Linked DNA regions of Oryctolagus cuniculus: region 2 is linked to region 1. A link is a contact called in public Micro-C data. All regions are on one chromosome and are shown on one strand. Each heading gives the region's core, a stretch centred on a gene start, on an enhancer-like site or on the middle of the called end of the contact. The rest is flanking DNA. Distances are from core to core; before and after follow the strand shown. Region 1 holds the start of PDXDC1 (pyridoxal dependent decarboxylase domain containing 1). Region 2 holds the start of MARF1 (meiosis regulator and mRNA stability factor 1).

Region 1 (6,165 bases), core at 1,815-4,314:
AGTGTGTATAGGGTGGCTGGGGGCTGACGTCTCTTCTACTCTGCTAGTTTGAATTCCTTGCCTCCTCAATATATGTAGTTTCTTGAAAAATTACTAATTTCAGACACAAGAGAACTGATACCTCCCTAAAAGAAACGCAAATCAAGACAGTGGCTCAGTTATCCCAGGTCTGCGTGTTTACACACTCGTATTACCTAAAGAAAAAGCAAGGGTACAGAATTACATTCAGGGGGCCGGCGCTGTGGCTTAGTAGGCTAAGCCTCTGCCTGTAGTGCTGGCATCCCATGTGGGTACCAGTACAAGTCCAGGCTGCTCCTCTTCCAATCCAGCTCCCTGCTAATGTGCCTGGGAAAGCTGTGTAAGATGCCCCAAGTGCTTGGGCCCCTGCACCCAGGTGGGAGACCCAGAAGAAGCTCTTGGCTTCAGATCAGCTCAGCTCTGCCATTTGGGGAGTGAACCTGCAAACGGAAGACCTTTTTCTCTGTTTCTCCCTTGTTCTGTAACTCTACTTCTCAAATAAATCTTAAAAAAAAAATCATATTCATACCAAAAGAAATACATAGTGATTCTACTAAATGATAACAGCATAGTATATCTTAGAGTGAGGTATTACTTGAAATTTTAGAGGATGAATATCAAATAATACTGTAATTTCTGTAGCTAGTATAAATTATGGAGGGATCATTTTAATGGGATCATTCAGAACCGCTCAAATAACTGTCGTTTGTATTAGTAATGTAGGATTTAACCTGGAAGAGCCTATCCCTCAAATAAACAGGAATAATGGACACAAGTGATGTTTCCTTTGACTCTTTTTCAAACACAAAGCCATCACCATTTATACTGCATCAAATCATTTTCTGCTCACTTAGCACCAACAAAAATTACTCATTATATCTAAGTCCCTCTAATACTTCATGGGATATAAAAGTAAGACCCGGTTCTAGTTCTTACAAACTTTTCACACTGGCCTGAGGCAGAGGCTTCCAGCCAACATGTTTTGAATTCTTAAAAGTTCACCGTCAATTTTATGAATGCTCTGGCCGTAAGCACCTCAGATCTTCATCTGGAGAGTTTCAGGCCTTTTGTCAATTAACATTTAGGGAGCAACCACTGTAATCCACTGATCAAATGTCAGAAAAGTAACATTTACAGCAGGATTCCAACCCACTCTGTTTTGCAGAGCCGCCCTATAAAGAGCTATTCCTGGAGAAAAGATCACACCAGTTCTTCGGGTTTCTAACTGAAACGACACAAAGCTCGCTCCATCTTACGAAACTGGAAACAACACAAAAGGGGTATTTTAGCATCATTTTGTGTTCAAAGACTGGCGTGCCACACAGGACCTAAACCAAGGTGTCCCCCGGGGAATCCTCTGATATGTGTGGGGGCTGTTCTGTCGGACACACGATGTTTAGCAGCCAATGTGGTCTTTTCCGACCGAGTTCTAGCACCTTCCCACTCCGGTGACAATCAAAAATATCTGCAGAACACACCGAACGTCCCCTGAGGAACAAGACGGCCAGACGGCAGAGAACCACTGATCTAGACAGGAATTCAAAGCACCCCAGGGTAGGCACTGTGCTAATCAGAAGCCTGGAAAAACTTCGTTCCCAGCCAGAAAAGCAGGTAACATTCACCACCGACAGAGCGCTTGGGGTTGGGGGGACAAGTTCTTATTTTCTTGATTTATCTCTACCCAATAAGCCACCACGGAGTAGGGCATTACCACTGTGTGCACGCGAAAACATCAGCTTCTACAATTACTGCCTTCAACTGTTCAATGACAACCAACAACTACAGCAGGAGCTGCACCCACAAAGATGAGTGCGAACGTTACTGCTGCCAGTTCAAAAAGTAAAACCAGCGTTGCTCCGGAACTCCACAAGTGTGGGAAACCGAGTCTGCGTCCCAGCAGACACGCAGAATCCCAAGCTGCAACACCAAGGAGGGCTCCGAGGAAAGGCAGGAACCCATGGAGAAAAAGCCAAGCCCCAAATCGAGAACAATCGGAATCCATTGCACACGCCGCCGAAGCAGCCAGCCAGGTGCATCACGCTGCTAGCTGTTCCCCCGCGGCAAAAAAAAAAAAAAAAAAAAAAGGAGGCGCTGCTACTCGGGGGGTGGGGTGGGGGGAGTTCGGGTTCACGCGGGGGTGCCCTCCTCGCCACCGGCAAGAGCACGCCACGAAGTTGTGGAGCAGCTGCGAACCCCGACACCACGTCCACACGCACGCAACACCCACCCCCGACTTCTGCATCCCGGCGTTCGCAAGCTGCAGCATCGGGATCACGTGGGGGGAACCTGTTAAACACGCAGAGCCCGGTCCCGGTCCCGCCCCTCCCACCCCCCCGAGCTTAGGACCCCAGGGCCGAAAAGCTGGGTTTTCACCAAGGGCCCCGGGTGATTCCTACGCACGCTCGAGTTGAAAACCACCGCTTCCAAGACATTCTCTTCCTAAATTAGAGGCCCCCCGAAAACCTACAGGTGTGCAGCTGGCTCCCAAACGACTGGCGCTGCTTCTTGCGGCCGCTCCTGTCATCCGGAAGGGCCGGCGGAGCCCAGGCCGGCCCCTCACAGGACCACCGCAGGGCCCAAGGTCGGCCCCGCGGCCCCCGAACTGGGCTCCGGGCCCTCCGCGGCCGCCACAGAAGCCGGTCCACCCTCTGGCGGCCGAGAGACACAGGCCCCGGCCCTGGCCCCAGCCCCGGGGAGGTGACCAGGTCCTCGCCGCGAGCGCAGGGCCGGACGACCCCCGCGGCCAGGCCTTCTCAGCTGGGGCCCAGGAACCCCCGGCTGGCCTCCCCAGGTCACAATGGCAACTCGCGACGCGGAAACAGTCGCCCCGGCGGCGAGGGCTCCGAGCCGCAGCGCCACCCACCCACCCCCGGCCGCCCGTACGGACCTTCTCCAAGGATGCGTCCATGGCTGAGGCGGCCGGCAGAGTCCAGTGGTGGCCCGGCGGTCCCGCGCGCTACTTCCGCCTCCCGCGCCCCGCCGCGGTTTCCACGCTGGCAGCGCTGACGTCTCCCGCGCCCGCGGCCGGCGGGGCGGAGAGGAGGAGGAGCTGCCCGGGGGCGCCGCGGGGCGGGGAGCCTGCGGGTTGCGGGGAGGCGGGGCGGGACGAGGCGTGGCCCCGTGAGGTGGGCGGGGCCCTCTAGGCTTTCGTACCCGGCAGTCACGCCTGGCAACCCTAACGCGCCCAGGTGAGCGGGGGGAGGATGGATGGCGGAGCACTCCGAAATCACTCTTTTTCAGGAGCATTCCGAAACCAGAGAGGTAGGAGTCTACTAATCATAAATTATCACTCCTCAACTAAAAGGCTGCAAACCATAGCGCACCTCCGGGCCCCCGCTTCCAAGTTCCCCCTCGCCCTGGGCTCCCCTCAGGAATGGAGCCATTCCCCTCAGGGGGCGGGGCGAGCGAGCACCCTTGCGCACGCGCAGTAGCTAGGGCGTCCCGGGCGCTCTGGGATTTGGGGGTGGGGCGGTTTCGGGGATGGGTCTCTCTGGCGCCCGCCGATCTGTGAAGACGAGGATCGGAATTCGAGGTGGGAAAGATGTTGAGACAAGTGGTTCGGCCTCCTCCTTCGCTGTCGCCGTTTTGGCTTGTCACGGGATGGGCCTAATAAGGATGATGATGACAATCCTAGGTCGGCTGCCGCTCTTCGGTTTTCTGTTACAGCAGCCCGGCGCTGTAGAGGTCCGTGTTCCCGTTTCTCGGTGCCCATCTGGGTAAGATTCAGGCCCCAGCGCCCCGACTGCCCAAGGCGGCGTGGTCCCTGCTGCCGCGTGGGCCGCCTAATTGGGAAGTGCTGCCGAGGAGCGGGCCGGGTCCCGGGCCGCCTCAGCACGGTCCTAGGGGAGCCCGAGGTGGGCTGGGTCGGCGGAGGTCCGCTCCTGTTTCCTGCGCCCGCGTTTCGTCAGTTGCTTGGTTATGTGAATAAAACAGCTCTCAATGCAAGGAGACTTCGCGTGCTGGCTCGCAGTTGCTGTAGAAACTATTCCGCAAACCGGAGGAAGGATCCATTTCAGCCTCCCCAAACCGAAAGTTAAATACACTTCTGCTTGAGCAAAACAGATCACTTCCCCCCACCCCCCGCGTGTATTCTGAAATTTTTTCATACTTTTGTAAAAGTTGGAAGAGCTGTCCAGTGAACAACCATGCTCGCACTACCTAGATCCTAGGATTAACTTTTTCCTGTATTTGATTTACCACGTTGTATTCGTCTTGGCACACTTCTCTCCTGAACTCCTTAGCGTGGGTAATTTTGGGGCCGGAGTTGTGAGCCATCCATGTCCTCAGTTCTGGTTCGAGTCCCAGCTGCTCCACCTCTGATCCAGCTCCCTGCTAATGCGCCCGGGAAGGCAGTGGAAGATGATTCAAGTCCTTGAGCCCCTGCCACCCGCATGGGAGACCCGGATGAAGCTCCTGACTCATGGTTTGGGCCTGGCCCAGCCCCATCCACTACTGCCATCTGGGGCAATAGATGGAAGATCTGTCTCTGTCTCTCCCTCTCTGTAACGCTTACTTTCAAATAAATAAATCTTAAAAAAATTGGAAACAGCATAAAGAAATAAATTATTATTTGCTAATACCCTATAACCATCCTTCCTCTACGCTATGAAAGGAACGCCCTGAAACAATACATCCTCAGGGTCCCCTCCAAAACACAACCCCAAGTTCCCTCACCCAAGAAAGAATAACCACTTTTTACTTTTATGGTAATCACTATATTTTTTTTAAATTATTGATTGATTGACAGAAAAAGAGAGAGATCTTCCCTCTGCTGATTCACTACCCAGTGGCTGGAACACCTAGGGCTGGTCATGTCAAAGCCAAGACCTTGGAACTCTATCCAGTTCTTCCACATGGGGGAGCTCTTGGGCCATCTTCTGCTGCCTTCCCAGGTGCATTAGCAGGTTGCGGGATTGGAAGTGGGGCGGCCGGAACTCAACTCAGCACTCCAACATGGAATACAGGCATTTCAAGGGGTGGCTTAACAAGCTGCACCTCAACACTGGCCCCAGGAATCATTATTTACACAGTAGGTCTGTGGCACTGCGGTTTCTGCATCCACAGATTCAACTAGCTTTGGAATGAAAATATTTGGGAAAGAAAATTGCATCCAAATATTTAGACTTTCTTTTTGTTATTATACTTTAATGTAGTAGAACAATCATTATAGCATTACATTGTCTTAGGTATTGTAAGTAATCTAAGGATGATTTAAAGTGGATAGGAAGATATATGGGAGTTACATGTACTATGTTACATAATAAGAGACTTTAATAAGAGACTTGAAAGAGAGGTTGGTGGACTAAATACCACCCAGATAATGAGGAGCAGCTACTTGTATTTTCCTTGTAATTTTATCACCCAAACATGCATCCCTAAAAACTAGCTTTGTATCTTTTTTTTTTTTTAAGATTTATTCATTTATTTGAAAGTCAGAGTTACACAGAGAGAGGAGAGGCAGAGAGAGAGAGGTCTTCCATCTGCTGGTTCATTCCCCAGGTGCCTGCAACAGCTGGAGCTGCGCCGATCCGAAGCCAGGAGCCAGGAGCTTCTTCCGGGTCTCCCAGGCAGGTGCAGGGGCCCAAGGACTTGGGTCATCTTCTACTGCTTTCCCAGGCCATAGCAGAGAGCTGGACTGGAAGAGGAGCAGCTGGAACTAGAACTGGTGCCCATACGGGATGCTGGCACCTCAGGCCAGGGCGTTAACCTGCTGCGCCACAACGCCAGCCCCTGTATCTTTTTTTTTTTTTTAAGGATGTATTTTATTTATTTGAAAGGCAGAGTTACACAGAGAGATTTTCCATCAGCTGATTCACTCCCCAAATGGCCACAGCGGCCAGGGCTGGGCCAGATGAAAGCCAGGAGCAAGGAGTTTCTTCAGGTCTCCCATGAGGGTGCAGGGTCCCAAGCACTTGAGCCATCTTCCTGGCACATTATCAGGGAACTGGCTTGGAAGTGGAACAGTTGGGACTCAAACCAGCGCCCATGTGGGATGCCAGCCTCGCAGGCAGCAGCTTTACCAGCTATGCCACAGTGCCAGACCCAAGCTTTGTATCTTTTCTGTCCATTTTCTTCTGTAGGTTTCCCTGTCTTTTTTTCCTCCTTTGCAATTGGTTTGTTGAAGACACCAGATTATCAGAATTTCTC
Region 2 (6,165 bases), core at 1,143-3,642, 290 kb after region 1:
TCTCATATATATTTAATTCTCCAGGGAAAAAAATACAGAGAACATACAAAATTATATGAGATTCAAATTTCCATGTCCATAAATAAAGTTTATTGAGACACTAATTCATTTCAGTACTGTGGATGGCTGTTTTACTACAGTTGCAGGGGATAGGCTACAAAGTCTAAATATTTAGTATCGGTTGGCCCTTTTGTCCAACTACAAAACTTCATTAAGTTTCTGTTCCTCTTCTGTAAAACATGGTAATTTCTCCTCGGTCTACCTTGCAGCACTGTGAAGAAAAAAACTAGATAAATGGACCCCACAGTCTACAGGGACTTCATACAGAACATGGCAAATGTGCATTGTGAATGAACTACACATGAATTTCAAAATAAACTTTTTTAAATTCCATTCTTCTATGAGCTTTTTGAGGTACCCTGGTACTTCAACAAGTACTGGGCCTGCTACATATTAGATACAAAGTAAATATCTGTTAAATGAGAGAAAGAAACACACTATTTGCCTACTACACTGTTTGGAGTGGTTAATCCAGAGACAAATACAGAGTTAACAGCCACCACCAACAGTAAATTATGATATGCGTTTTCCCTGTTAAATTTAGGTCTTATGTCCTCCAACAAGCTCCTCTCTAAATCACCTGTGATGTTCACGGTATACAGAAGTTTAACATGCTCTCTCAAACCTCAATCCTGACAGTGAGCTAACATTTAGAGCACAGTGTGCTATAAAGCGCTTTCATTTCATTACTCATTTCCTTATTTGCAAATATTTACTTATCTACTATGTTGCACACCTGTGCTTGCCACAACACAATGAGAAAAACTCAGACAATGGGATCCACCTATATCATTTTCCCCTCAGTAATCCTTGTGCGGTACACAGAGGAGCAAATGGCCATATTTTACGAGGGGAAAACCTAAGTTTAATGAAGCTTTGTAGTTACCCCAAGATCTCAAAATTACTGTGAAAGGGGCAAAACTAGGCTCGTCCACCTCTTTACATAATACCACTCCACGAAAGCATTTCAAAGGAAAAACTTGTTAGTGGCTTGTACCCTGAAAATCTCCCCAATATTCATGGAAACGCCACCAGGCAACCTAGGTAGCCAACGCAGGTTCTGTTAATGTGTGACTGGGAGTCTCCCTTCTGCCACTCTCTCTAGGCGATGTGGATGGGAGTACAGCCACAGATCTCAGACTGTGCTTACAAAGACCCCATTTCTACTGCTTCCATCTGTACAGCTTTTGGCAACCCACAGTCGCTCTGAACCTCAAAGTCTCTCTCAAAAATGGGTCTGATCATCATAGTGATCGCCCCTGCCTCACAGGGCGATAAGTCGTTCATTACATGGCTCTTCCTTAGCAATCAGCCCAGTCCTGGACTCCAACGCCACCTCCCCTCATCCCATCATCGGCATTTCCCTCCATAACTCTTCTATTCCTAAAACGATCCTGTTTGTTCGCATGCTACTTTATTCCCTCTCTCCCCCATTAGAACGTAACCTCCATGACAGCACGGAATTTACTGCATGTTTTCTTATCCACTACTGTAGTTCCTCCACTTCGCACAGTGCTCAACCAATTGTTAAACGAGCGAAGGACTCAAAAAAAAAACGCCTAAGACCGCTTAGGTTTCAAATTTCTCCGTATGCAAAACTGAAGACTATTTACCGCTCAGAGACGCTGGAAAGTCCAAGAGATACAAACGTAACTGACAAGCTCGTAACTGGGAAACTAAAAGGTTTATCCCAAGAGGAATTACAATTCGCAGCAGGAATGGTTAAAGCCCTTAGGCAACTCAACGGTACCTGTCACGCCTAAGGCTACACCCCAGAGGTGGCTGAAAGACCCAGCAAAATACAAAACGCTGGGGAGGCAAGGGTGCGATAATACTCGCCCGATTCTTTCCCTCTCAACCTTTCACCTGGCCACACCCCTCTGAAAAGGTGGCTTCCACACCTGGAGGGCAGTATAGGGAGCACAGAGACAGGTGCGGGCGGAGAGCCAAATACCTACTAAGAGGAACAGCGGCGCAGCCGCGACAAAGTGAACGGACCTGACAAGAAAACAAGCCGCCGGCCTCACCGGCGGGTCCCAGTCCTCCCCTTCGGAATAGCCACCCCCCACAACACGCCAGCAATAAGCGGAGGGAGGCGGGGGTCAATGTTCCCCGTCCAGCTTTGGGAGCCCCAGAGCAGTGGGCCCATCAAGGTCTAGTCCCAGAGCGGACAGCAAACTCACCTCTGCCACCAGCTCCACCTCCGCTCACATTCCGGCCCCGCCGCCTTCCCCCCGCCCCCCCAGGCCCTTTGTTTTGATTCCCGACTCCGCAGCTCCCGCCGCCGCCGCCAAGCGCACCCTCCACTTCCGCTTCCGCACCGCACCTCCCCTGTCGCAAAACCGACGCCCTTCTCTCCCCGACTTCGCCCCGCCCCTTCCTCCGCCCCTCCCCCGCTGCCGCGTCCTCCACGCGCAGGGCATGCTGGACCAGCGGGGGGGGCGGGGCCTCGCGGCCCTGCAGCCTCGTCAGGCTCAGTCCCCTCCCGATAAACCTCTAAATAGGGAACTTCCCGGGGGGCAACTGTGACTTTTGTGGCCGGAACCCCTAAGTTGAAGGAGGCCTTGCTCGAGGCTTACCGCTGTGGAGTCAAAAGGAACCTCCGAGGAGGGAATTGGGGGGCTTGTGGGATGGAACCGAGAAGAACTGACCGAAGAGGACTTAATAAAATTCAGCTTTTCGGCTCGTTGGAAGGAAGGCGACTTAAACGGATTTAAATAAAAACGCGATTGTTTCGCTTTTTTTTTCCTCTCATCACGTGATAGCCCTATTTTATTTTTAAAAATTAAATGGCACATAGTCCACAAAGTCCTTCATTTCTAGCGCAGCCTAGTGGCGAGTGTGAGAAAAAAAAACCGCCCAAGGGGCTTCCACCCGGCTGGCAAAAATTAAAAAGTGTGTGCTGGGCAGTGTCTCCCACGAATACCCGGTCCTCGCTGACTTCAGTAAGGAAACTAGGTTGTGCAGGTCTCCAGCTCGGTACCAGTGAACACAAGTTTTTCACCGACAGGTTGGGCGAGCCGAAAGAAGCATTTTGAAGCCCGTAACACTTTGTGTTTGCATAAATATGCCATGTGTTTTGCTTTAAAAACAACAACAAAAAGCCCCACAATCCGTGCCTTTGCCTGAAATTTCAAACATTTTTGTAAGCCACGGGGTGATGTCTGAAACTGCCAGCTGACGCCCATTTCCTGCTGCAAATGAGGAGAAAACAGAAGTTTTCAACCTACGCGCAGCTCAGGATGAGCTAACCGGCTAGGCTGTAGAAAGGTTACTTTTACGGACTGCCACGAAGCAAATTCGTTCTGCAGACGAATCAACGAGTCGAGATTGCCCAAGGAGGACGCTTTCCCCCTCAAGTCTCTGGTGCGAGGTGATTCCCGGAGGCCATCAATCCGGGTTAACTGGGGACTGCTGCCCCCCTGTAGACGCTCTTGAGGGCACGTGTTTGGGAGGACAAGATCAGACTTGTAGCCACAGGCTCCTTTGTGCCTGTATTTAGTTTTCCAAGGCCGGGACAGGTATGCATCATCTGCCTGCTCAGGTACTCATCATTGCTGAGCAAAACGTTCTGTGTGTGTGTGTGTGTGTGTGTGTGGGCAGTTGCGTTCCCCCTGGGAATTAGAACAGATCAACCCTGTTAATAACATTGGGGCTTTTTTTTTTTTTTCAAGAACCAAATACTTGACTACTCTTAATAGGTGTTTTTTTCCTTACCGTCTTTATTCCAGTTGAGAATCTCTGAACACAGCCCATGCTAACTCAAAATATATAACAGGAAACAAAGCAATTAGGGAATATAATTGCCTTTTTAAAGAGTTTTGAATCACAAGAGAAGCATTTTACTTCACTTTTTTTGGCATTCTTTCAAGTCCAGAGCTGTGCCTTATCTCAACAGGTAAATGCAGTGAATTAAAAAAAAGCACTAAATGGGAGGCTAATGACAGAATTACAGATATTTTAAAGGAAATGTAATTGTATTGCTTCCTATAGAAAACTAGACTAAGAGTCTGTCAGCTCTTAAAGGAGACAATTAAGGATCAAAATAACGAGTTGGTATTTGTAAAAGTACTTTAAGGTCTATTTTCCTATGTATAGTCTCTGTTAGTTCCATTTCCTTCCTGGGAAAGCTCTTATCAGAGAGTAAAAGTAACTTTCCGTTCTTTCCTTGTTCAAATTATCTTCATCTTTTCATGAAGCCAGGCTGAAGACTGATGTTGATGCTATTCCAGTGGTTGCTTGACCTTTGATTCGGCCCCTCCGTTAAACCAGGCTGCCACTAAAGGGGTTTCTTCCAAGCACCTTCTCCTCTACCTGTATTAGTTCAGTGGTTTGAACTGGTAAATTTTAAAGGAAGGACCTAAGGAGGAGAAACCAAGCTATCTGTTCAGGCTAAGGCAAGGCTACAGGAAACAAACTGAATTTAGGAAAAAAAGGGAAAACGTTTTAAAGCAGTATACCAAAAATTTTCCTTCATTTTTAAGACTTAATAACAACCCCATTTCTCTAAACTCTTATTCCTGAATAGAACTCAATCATTTCAGTGCCTGTTGCTTTTCTGGATGGAAAAGTTGGGATACTGGGAAATGATTAGTTTAAATGACCTGATTCATGCCATTCATTGATTCGGTTTATCTGTGAACTGGGGTGATAACTCACTGCCCAGAAACCTCACGACTTGGTGAGGGTCAAATAAACTGCTGAAAGCATCAGACCAAATAAACTGAGAAGTACAACACAAAATATTTATCAGTGTTTGGGACCAGAAGGGAAATTTCCTGAAAGACATTTTGGTACTTTCCTTAACCCTGTTGATGTGGGTGGTGAGGCTTTCTTTTTTGGCTCTGAGCTGTTTTGAGGAACTAGCAAGGACTCAAAGTAGAATTCGAGAAGGTTCCTTCCAAGCAGAGCAGAGAGGCAGGAAGAACTCTAAGGATGGTGGGAGGCCTCTGGCACAGTCCCAAGGAGCAGTGGTGTAGGAGATCCATGGAGGCAGCTTTGGAGCCTGATTTGTTACTGAAGTTAATTGCAAGACCTTGGGCAGCTTAACTTCCTGCACCTTTGAAAATGAGGAAGAGAAAGATCAGCAGTTAGGCACCACTTGGGACACCTGCATGTCACAAGAGAGCCCCTCGGTTCCAGTCCCATCTCCGCTCCTATTCCAGCTATCTGCTGATGTTCCCATAGCTGGGGTGGTGGCTCCACTGCTTGCCACCCGCACGGGAGAGCTGGATTGAGTTCTGGGCTCCCGATCTCAGCGTAGGCCAGACCCAGTCCCAGCTGTTGAGGGCATTTGGGAGTATATGAGCAGATGTGAGGTCACTCTCTCTCTGCCTTTCAAGCCATAAATAAGCAAAAAGAAAAATGAGTCCACACAAATGCTCCCATGTGGTTCTCATCACTGGACATTCAGCTCCACTGCCACCTCCTTCGAGTGGCCTACTCTGTCCAGTCTCTGCAGTGGCCTCTACCCAGCCCTCTCCTATCACATGAATTTGCTTTATTCCTATCACTAACCTGAAAATCTTTCATTATCTGCTTGCTGGTTTAGTGTCTCTTGAAATTGCAAACCCTGTGAGGACAGATCTTTGAGTTATTCACTGGGTAATCGGAGTGTCTTGCATTTAGGAGTGCTCAATAAATATTTGTAAGTGAACTATTAGGGTTACTGTTGAAAATTAAATTAAAAACCCATACCAAGAATTTAGGATTGTGTATGACACACTAACCACTAAAAAAATTCATGATCATTAAACAAGTATATTGTACTTAGGTCAAAGCACTGTCCTAAACTTTTTATTTTTTTTATTTTTTGAGAGGCAGAAAGAGAGAGAGAGGTCTTTCAACCACTGGTTCACTCCCCAAATGGCCGGAGCTGCATTGATCAAATCCAGGAGCTTCTTCTGGGTCTCCCACGTGGATGCAGGGGCCTAAGGACTTGGGCCATCTTCCACTGCCCTCCCAGGCCATAGCAGAGAGCTGGACTCTAAGAAGAGCAGCCAGGACTAGAACCGGCCACCATATGGGATGCCGGCACTGCAGGTGGCGGCCTTCCCTACTTCGCCATAGCACCGACCCTAAACTTTTACAAATGCTAAATTAACT

Evidence for each region. Hi-C and Micro-C count contacts between places; a contact is called where the count stands out from the background.
Region 2: a contact with region 1 is called in a Micro-C map of ear pinna, with 6 times the contacts expected there. The contact joins the promoter of MARF1 here to the promoter of PDXDC1 in region 1. A contact is called at or near these places in 2 of 6 Hi-C or Micro-C datasets (ear pinna and an unstated tissue).

What each region holds. Positions count from the first base shown.
Region 1 is chr19:18,704,110-18,710,274 of mOryCun1.1, forward strand. PDXDC1 (pyridoxal dependent decarboxylase domain containing 1) reads right to left here and starts at 3,065. Exons shown (of 23, transcript XM_017342500.3): 1 at 2,906-3,065. The coding sequence starts at 2,926.
Region 2 is chr19:18,998,136-19,004,300 of mOryCun1.1, forward strand. It overlaps MARF1 (meiosis regulator and mRNA stability factor 1), which reads right to left and starts at 2,393. Exons shown (of 27, transcript XR_011384668.1): 1 at 2,244-2,393. LOC138847047 (a long non-coding RNA gene) reads right to left here. Exons shown (of 2, transcript XR_011384669.1): 2 at 4,792-5,119.